Linked DNA regions of Sus scrofa: region 1 is linked to region 2. A link is a contact called in public HiChIP or PLAC-seq data. All regions are on one chromosome and are shown on one strand. The core of a region is the stretch at or near the end of the contact, and the rest is flanking DNA. Distances in the headings are between cores, read along the strand shown. Region 1 holds the start of PDK1 (pyruvate dehydrogenase kinase 1). Region 2 holds the start of GORASP2 (Golgi reassembly-stacking protein 2).

The links. HiChIP or PLAC-seq counts read pairs in DNA pulled down with a chosen protein or histone mark.
Region 1: a contact with region 2 is called in an H3K27ac HiChIP or PLAC-seq map of alveolar macrophages. The contact joins the promoter of PDK1 here to the promoter of GORASP2 in region 2. A contact is called at or near these places in 1 of 5 promoter capture datasets (liver), 1 of 47 Hi-C or Micro-C datasets (embryonic fibroblasts) and 1 of 2 datasets of contacts at active chromatin or transcription factors (alveolar macrophages).

What each region holds. Positions count from the first base shown.
Region 1 is chr15:78,607,006-78,611,048 of Sscrofa11.1, forward strand. PDK1 (pyruvate dehydrogenase kinase 1) reads left to right here and starts at 1,472. Exons shown (of 11, transcript NM_001159608.1): 1 at 1,472-1,740; 2 at 3,670-3,811. The coding sequence starts at 1,539.
Region 2 is chr15:77,097,265-77,101,013 of Sscrofa11.1, forward strand. It overlaps GORASP2 (Golgi reassembly-stacking protein 2), which reads left to right and starts at 2,044. Exons shown (of 11, transcript XM_021074828.1): 1 at 2,044-2,291. The coding sequence starts at 2,229. It overlaps LOC110256942 (a long non-coding RNA gene), which reads left to right and starts at 1,911. Exons shown (of 1, transcript XR_002339024.1): 1 at 1,911-2,294.

The DNA of each region.
Region 1 (4,043 bases), core at 222-2,721, 1.5 Mb after region 2:
TTTGACATCAGAGGGCCAAACACTCCACCCTCAGATCATACTAACCCTGCCATTTTCTGAACATGCGTCCCATGAAGAAGCATGTAGCTCGGTTGTATCTGCCGACAACATGGCTTACTTCACCTTTTTCTCACCTCCAGCCACCTTTCCCCAGTCCTGAGACCACGCTGCTGCCGCTTTTTTTTTTTTTTCATTTTTATAAGTTTTAATGAAGTTCATTTACAGTGTTGTGATACATACTGTTTCCTTATCCCATAAATATCCCAAGCCCCCTGAGCTTACGGGATGTGGATTGGTGATTTGTTCTCCCCTCCACTTCCCTTGGCACCTCGTGACTAAATCCTTCCCCTGTTGCAAAACTCCGAATCTCAGCCTTTGGCTTGTTTCAGGCTGGGCAAACGAACTTTATGTGGTAACGTTAATACACTCTAAAAAGAGATTCTCATCGCATTCTTTATACACATCATACTTTTACCCAACAACCCAAGACCTGACCACCATGGAGAAATGAATTGTTATTCTATACCAGAAACTGTTGGAGTAATGGTTATAAGGATGCTGTGGGGAGGATTATAAGGAAGCAATTTTATACCAGTTAAATGTATTTTAACTGACAAACTACAAACCCATGGAAGAGTAATTCTGTTGTATTTAAGGTATACCAAAGCACTGGGGGGGGGGGCGGAATATATGCGGATGTAGCCATGGCGAGAAGGGACTGGTGGTTTTCACTGTAGACTTGGTCTTTGCAGCTCTATGGGATTAAATCAAAATGAGAAATTCTCTAGTCTTATACTCACTATTTAGAAACCTAGAAAGGATGGAGCAACCAAACTGTGAGGCTAAGAAGACAATTAAAAAGAGGGGCAGTCAGAGTAGAGGGACCCCTTAAACACACTGCTGCCTGCGCCAAGAATGCCTGTAGGTAACGCTTTGAGGTGGGCGGCCAATTCTCTTCCCCTAGGACCAGCAGTCGTTGTCCTGTTATTTAGGGCCACACCGAAGTGATCACCATTTGTACTTATGTATCATTGTTTGACAAGGGTCGGCTTCTGAAACTCTTTGGGTCTCAGTTTCTTTTCCTGTAAAATATGGGCTTGCATCACAGAAGAGAGTTTATGGAACACGCTCACAGCGGGACACCGCGGTGTGAAGAAGCAGCGCCGGCCCTGCCCCTCAGCTGAGGCTGGGAGGGCCGTGTAACCAAAGGGCGTGGGAGGGGGCGCACTGCGCACACCGCCAGAGGGTGGTAGCTGCCCGGCCTCCACGCGCACCCCCCCCTCGCTCTCCGGGCCCCGCCCCACGGCGTAGGGGGCCGGACTGTAGCCCGGGGGCGGTCCGGCGCGCGCTCCCCGCCTCCCTCCCTCTCTGGGCCCCGCCCAGCGGCGCGGGGAGCTTGGCTCCGAAGAGGGGGGCGGCCGTGGCGGTGACAGCCGCTCCCCGCCCCCGAAGCCGCCACGTCCCTCACGTACCACCCGACCGAGTGCCCGAGCGGCGATCTGGCGCCCGGGGCTTCGGCTCCTCCGGCAGGGCTCGGCATGAGGCTGGCGCGGCTGCTGCGCGGAGCCGCCTCGGCCGGCCCGGGCCCCGGGCTGCGCGCCGCCTGCCCCAGCGCCAGCCGCAGCCTCACCTCGGACTCGGGCTCCGGCCCGGCGCCTGAACTCGGCGTTCCGGGCCAAGTGGACTTCTACGCGCGCTTCTCGCCGTCCCCGCTCTCCATGAAGCAGTTCCTGGACTTCGGTGAGTGCGGTCCGGGCCCCGAGCCTTTCTGTGCAGCCCGAGCCGGCAGCTGCGGCCGCTGACCCGGCCGGGCCGGGCCCGCGCGGGCGTCCTGTTGTCTCCGACGCGCCCCCCTCCTCAACGTCTCTCCCCCAGCGCCTTAGGGGCTTCCTTCCTCCCTCGCGGACGGTTCCTTTTGCTCCGGTGCAGGCGCAGGCGGGCGGGGGAGATAACCCGGAGCGCGTGTCTTTTACCGCGTATTGTTGGAAAACAACCTCGGGCGCCAGGGCTGAATGACCGTCCGCCTTTCGGTGCACGTGTGCACCTCTGAGCTCACAGCCCGCCTCCTTGGGAAGAGCCCCGCGCCGGAGAGAGGCGAGTGCGCGGACACCTCCGGAGTCGTGTTCGGATTCTGCAGAGTGATGATAAATGCTCGTTTGCCTTTGATGATTGCATTAAAGTGGCGTGCTGGTAGGGGAAGCAGGTTATAACTGGCCCAGTGTTGCACAGAATGTTTTCCTTGCTTAATTAAGAGTTTCCACCAACAGCACATTCATTTCGTCAACAACAAATAAGTCTGGAGCACGTGTAAAGTGCATGAGTACCAGATGCGGTGGGGTTTACCACATTTCACCTCTGAGGAAGTGACTGACCACTTTCTTCTTCAGATGGGTGCTTCCTAGTTTTCTTTAGAAAGCATGCAGAAAATTGCAAAGGCTTTTGACTTTGACTTCTCCTATGGAGGCGCCTAAGAGAATAAGGGAAAACTAAAAGTCAAAATTTTCTGTAGACACGGTTATCTTCTGCATTGTGAATGCTGTAACGGATAACTAGTGGCTTGAAAGATGTCAGCATAGTTGGCCACTTAAATTTTGTTTTTTTTGTTTTTTGTTTTTTTTGGCGGCGCCGGTGGCATATGGCATATAGAAGTTCCCGGGCCAAGGATCCAGCCCGCGCCACAGCAGTGACAGCTGCCAGATCCTTAACTCGCTGAGCCACAAGGGAGCGCCTCACTTGATCTTAAAATTGTGGTTTACAGTGGCAATTTTGTTTGACTCAAAGCTCTTGGTTTTTGTTTTTACTTTAAAATGACTCTAGGGTGATTAAGGGGTGAATTTGGCTTTGTTTACAAGTATGCCATTAAACTTTCAGGGTAAAATGTTTTCTTTTGATACTTTAATTTCTGCTATTGACAGACTAATTTTTGCTCAGGTTATTTCTTGCTAAGAACAGCAAGATGAAATCAGTGAGTTTAAAATGCATTGCTGAAATAATATGACTTTTTCGTTTAACTTTAAATGGAACTGCTTGTCAAAGGACATTCTACCTCTGTTCTCCTTAGCATTTGAGATAGGAGTGGAGGGAGGAGCAGGATGCTTTCCAGGAATCAGACAATTGAATAGGACCTGCAAGGGGGGTAGTAGCTTGAAGATGGTTTGCTGAACAGGCATTGGAAATTTTTGCTGTTCGTTGTCTGAAAGCCTCCTCTGTTTACCCTTTGCTTTTGGCAGTTAGTATAGTGGTTCTCTGTGTAGAATCAATGAATCTTCCCTTGAACCTGTTAACATTTCTGCTTTCTTAAATAGTCACTTTTCACAAACCTAGAGTTAGGAAGCAGATTTTTTAAATGATGTCAGCACCAGGTTATATAGGATAGACTTTTGCAGATCCTATGTTAATTAGACTGTGCCTTGCTCAGACTTGCTCAGGTTGTCTTAGTTCTAAGAGAGGAGCTGTAAGGGAGACAGGAAAGTATCCTCATCACTCTACAGAGTGGTTGAAAGTTGTTCAGGGTGCCTCACAGCCTTGGAGACTAGGCTGGCTTGTCATTCGCCTTTCCTTGCCCTGTCATTATGGTGATGCTACTACCACTTGCCAAATAACTCCTTCTGTATTTCTCCCTACTTTATGGCTTCCACTTACCGATGTTCCCATCGTGTTTGGTTTCAGGATCTGTGAATGCTTGTGAAAAGACCTCATTTATGTTTCTGCGGCAAGAGTTGCCCGTTAGGTTGGCAAATATAATGAAAGAAATAAGTCTTCTTCCAGATAATCTTCTCAGGACACCATCAGTTCAGTTGGTACAAAGCTGGTAAGATTTTCTGTCTTGTGTTGACAATTTTGATGGAGTTGTAGACTTTACCCAAAGTCAAAGCAAATTCTTTTTTACTCTTCCGTGGAATCTCAGCAGCAACAGCATATCTCCTCCTTTGGGTATGTCTGTCTGGGCTTGACCCCTGAATCCTGGACTAGCCCACTTTTTGGTTTTGAAAAAAACAATGGGAACTGCACAGAAACACTGTATTCAAGATTTGTGTTATTAA
Region 2 (3,749 bases), core at 794-3,293:
TGTAGACTGGCAGCTGCAGCTCCAATTGGACCCCAGCCTGGGAACCTCCATATGCTGTGATTGTGGCCTTATAAAGCAAAAAAAAAAAAAAGAAAGAGAGAGAGGGGGAGGGAGGAAGGAAGGAAGGGGAAAGGAAGAAAAGAAAGAAAAAGGAGGAGGGAAAGAAAGAAGGAAAGAAAGAGAAGAGTAAATGGTCTGTATGGGAAATGCAGGTACTCACAGGGCTGCAACACAGCAGCTTTAAGCAGGGGCTGGAGTTGCGCATCCACTACCTCAGGTCCACAGCTGGTGTTCTGCAAACTATGGCTCCTGTCAGATGTCTGGGAAACAAAAATTTTGACCACTGAACATAGCAACAGCTTATAACACCACCACGAAGAGGATTATAATTGCCAAGCAGAACAAGAATATTTATCAACAAATCTAGCTCTTATACTTACTCCTTTGCGTCAAATTCATTAATTTGTTGAATTAACTGCCAGGTACTCTATTAGGTATTAGGAATACAGAGCTGACTCCACTGCATTCCCTGTCCTTGAGAAGCCTCATAACTGGAGATATCATCTGAATCTTTATATATGTCCCAGGCCTCCTAAAAACCTGGTATTGGTTTATGGACAGCAGAGAAAGAAAAATGATTTTTTTATTTTAAAATTCTAAATACTCTTCTATTGTTACAAAAGCAGTCCATGAGTATTTCAGAATGTAGCACCAGCAAAGACAAACCAAACCAAAAAAAAAAAAAAAAAAAAAAATTCCATCACTACCAAGGGGTCACCATAGTAATGCTTGGTTCATATCTTGCTACATCTTCATACACATACTCTGCGTTAAGGTGTATTTGGTTTACAAAAATATGTCTGTATTGTTTACAGACATATTTTGCCTTATAACCTGGTCTTTTTTCAGTCAATAATTTCCACTTTTCCAGGACAATTAATGCTTTACCTTCAAATTCTCAGTATTCACATTTTCCCAATTGAGCCCAAACTGTCCTTTACAGCTTATTTTTCCAAATCAACCCCTAACTCATGGCCTTTCATTGCACCTCCTGGCTATATTCTTGATTATTTCTTTTAATCCAGTATAAACTCTTTCTTGTTATTCCGATTTGATGAAAAGAACTGGCCAGCTGTTATGAAAAACGGCTCACTTCCTGTATTTTTGCCTGGTTGCTTCCTTGTGAAATCATTTTACTTATTCCTCTATCCTCTCTTCCTGTAAATTGGAAGATCTAACTAAAGGTGTGAAAGGAGCAAGGTAAACATTTTGGACCAGAGTACTTCACAGGTGATAACAGGTACTTCATGTTGCTTCACATCAGAATACACATGCTCTGATATCTGGTTGATCCACCGTAAGTGATACTCAAATTGACCCGTGGGCAATGGCCATAACTGCGGGGTTTTAGAAGGGAAGGGGCAAAAGGAGCAACCGAGTAGGAAAACTGTGACCACAAGTTGGCTAACTGAAGGAAGCGGGGTGGAGAACTGAGCAGCAGGCGGTGGAACTCCAAGGGCATCCAACTGTGCTCCCCACTCGGGCACCGCTCAGTTTGTGACGATCTTTTTCTCATAATTAGGGGAAAAAAAACAAAGAACTTCGGCGGGTCCTCCATGACTCTTTAGGACAAGTGCTTTATGAAGGGAGCGTTTTCCTTTATAAAGAGGTGAGCGGAAGCGCTATCTGCCCACGAAGATACCCTACCACGCTCCTCCGTACAACCTGGGAGGAGTACTTTAAACTCAGAGAAGAGGGAACTCGTAGTGTTTGCATCCACCCGGTTCTTTTCAACAGCAGCCCCTTCCTGGTCTCTGGCCACCAGGCGGAGCTACAATCAAACAACTCTTCTTGCAGGCTAGCGGGAACGCGGCTTAGATGAATCTTGTCAAGCCCAGGGACCCGTAGCAAGGTGCCAAGGCTGGATGAACCGTATTTCTGCTCTCTCGCGAGCACGAGTAAGGCCCCTCCCCACCTTCCCGCTCCCCCCTCCCCTCGCCTGCTGTACGCTCAGGCTCCTCCCGGTGGTTCGCGGCAGGTGGCGCTGTCGGCGGCGTCGCTGCGGCCCCAGCTGCCGAGGCGACGATCTCCCAGCGGGCAGCGCGGCCCGGCTCTCCCGAGGCAGCGAGTGCCACGTCCCAAGTGCTACGCGGAGGAGCGGAGCGGGTGGTGCGCGGGAGGCGGGAGCTGCGCGAAGCCCGGCCCGGCCACACTGATCGCCCGCCGCCATGGGCTCCTCGCAGAGCGTCGAGATCCCAGGCGGGGGCACGGAGGGCTACCACGTCCTGCGGGTAAGAGCATCGACGGCGGCGCGGGGGTGGCGGGCTGGAGGCGGGGCCCGGTCACGGGGAGGCTGAGGCCCCGACGGGCTTCTTCTTGGGGCAGCCAGGCCGGACCCCGAGAAGGAGCGGCGAGTGCCGGCGCTGCGTTGGCCGAGGCCGGTTCGAGAGGCCGCTCGCATCCCGCCTACCCCGGACTCTCCGGGCCCAGCATCCGGAAGGAGAGGCTGGAGCCAGAGGTGGCAGCCTACGATTTGGCCGGGGGCGGCCCAGGCGAAGAGGGCAACCTCGGCTCCTTTTCCTTTTGAGAGCCTTCTCTGCCCCTCTCCCCTTCATTCTTAGCTCCCAAAGTCAAGGAAGGCTTGGGGGCAAAGTCTGTAAAAGAGGTGATGGTGAAGGTAGCGTTTCTTTTCTGTGAAAAGGAAGTCTGGAATCCGCAGGCTAGGGGAGGGGGATGCGACGGCAGGTGTTAATCTACCTCGGCGCTGTCTGGATGTCGGGAAAGGCCAATTAGGCAAACAAAACGAAATGGCCTAGAAGCAGGTTCGACGTACTTAAATCTGCTTGATTTTCAACTGGACTTTCTTCTGTCCTGTGTCGCTCCTGACCTTTCCAACGCTCCTCTTCCACATTTCCTGCCCAGGGGAACTTCCGTTCTCTTTTTTCTAAGTCTGCTCAGGGTGTGGTGGTGATGAATGTTTAGATCCACAGTGTAAAAGAGGTAAATGGAGAGGAACGTTAAAAAAAAAAAAAAAATCAGGTAAATAAAGGAAAGCAACCTCAGTCCCCAGGACGCAGGGAAACAGTATCTCTGAAAGCATTAGCTAAGTCCCTGCTATGAATAGCCTGGGTTGTTCAGAGCATGTGGTCCTTTCCTCGTGGAACTGAGTGTCTTTAAAAGTAGCAATGTTGATTGTGTGCGTGACACCTGCGTGAGTGATAACATGATGGACTGTCAGCAAACTAGCCCCAATCTGGAGCACCATTCAGTGTAACTAGATATTAGCTCCTGGCTAATTTTCACTGAAAGTAGGAAAGCTCAATCCGTGGTGCTACAGCCATGTTCTCCCTTAGGTCCCATGTTTGAGGTGAGACAGCATTCTTAAACTAAATTACCAGAAGTCTGCTTGATAGGGCTGTCATCAGTCACCTTTCTGATCTTCAGGATTATCACATCTAGTTGCCTCTCCACTCTGCTAAAAATCCCTGTTGAAGCCACACTCTTGGTAGGAGAGTATGATTTTCCCAGAAAATACAGAGAATGTATAAATAAACTATTACCTTCTAATTCCCTTCAGCTAAGCCAGCCCCCAAGTACCACGCTGACGGAAATGGAGGGAGAATGGTCAAATCCCAGTTGTGAAGTGAAACTTGGTGGCAGTACTTTTCTATTCTCTGGTTTGATTCTGAGTTCCTCTGCTTTTGGACTATGTTGTCCAGTATTACCAGATGATTCTCACAGTTGCTGAT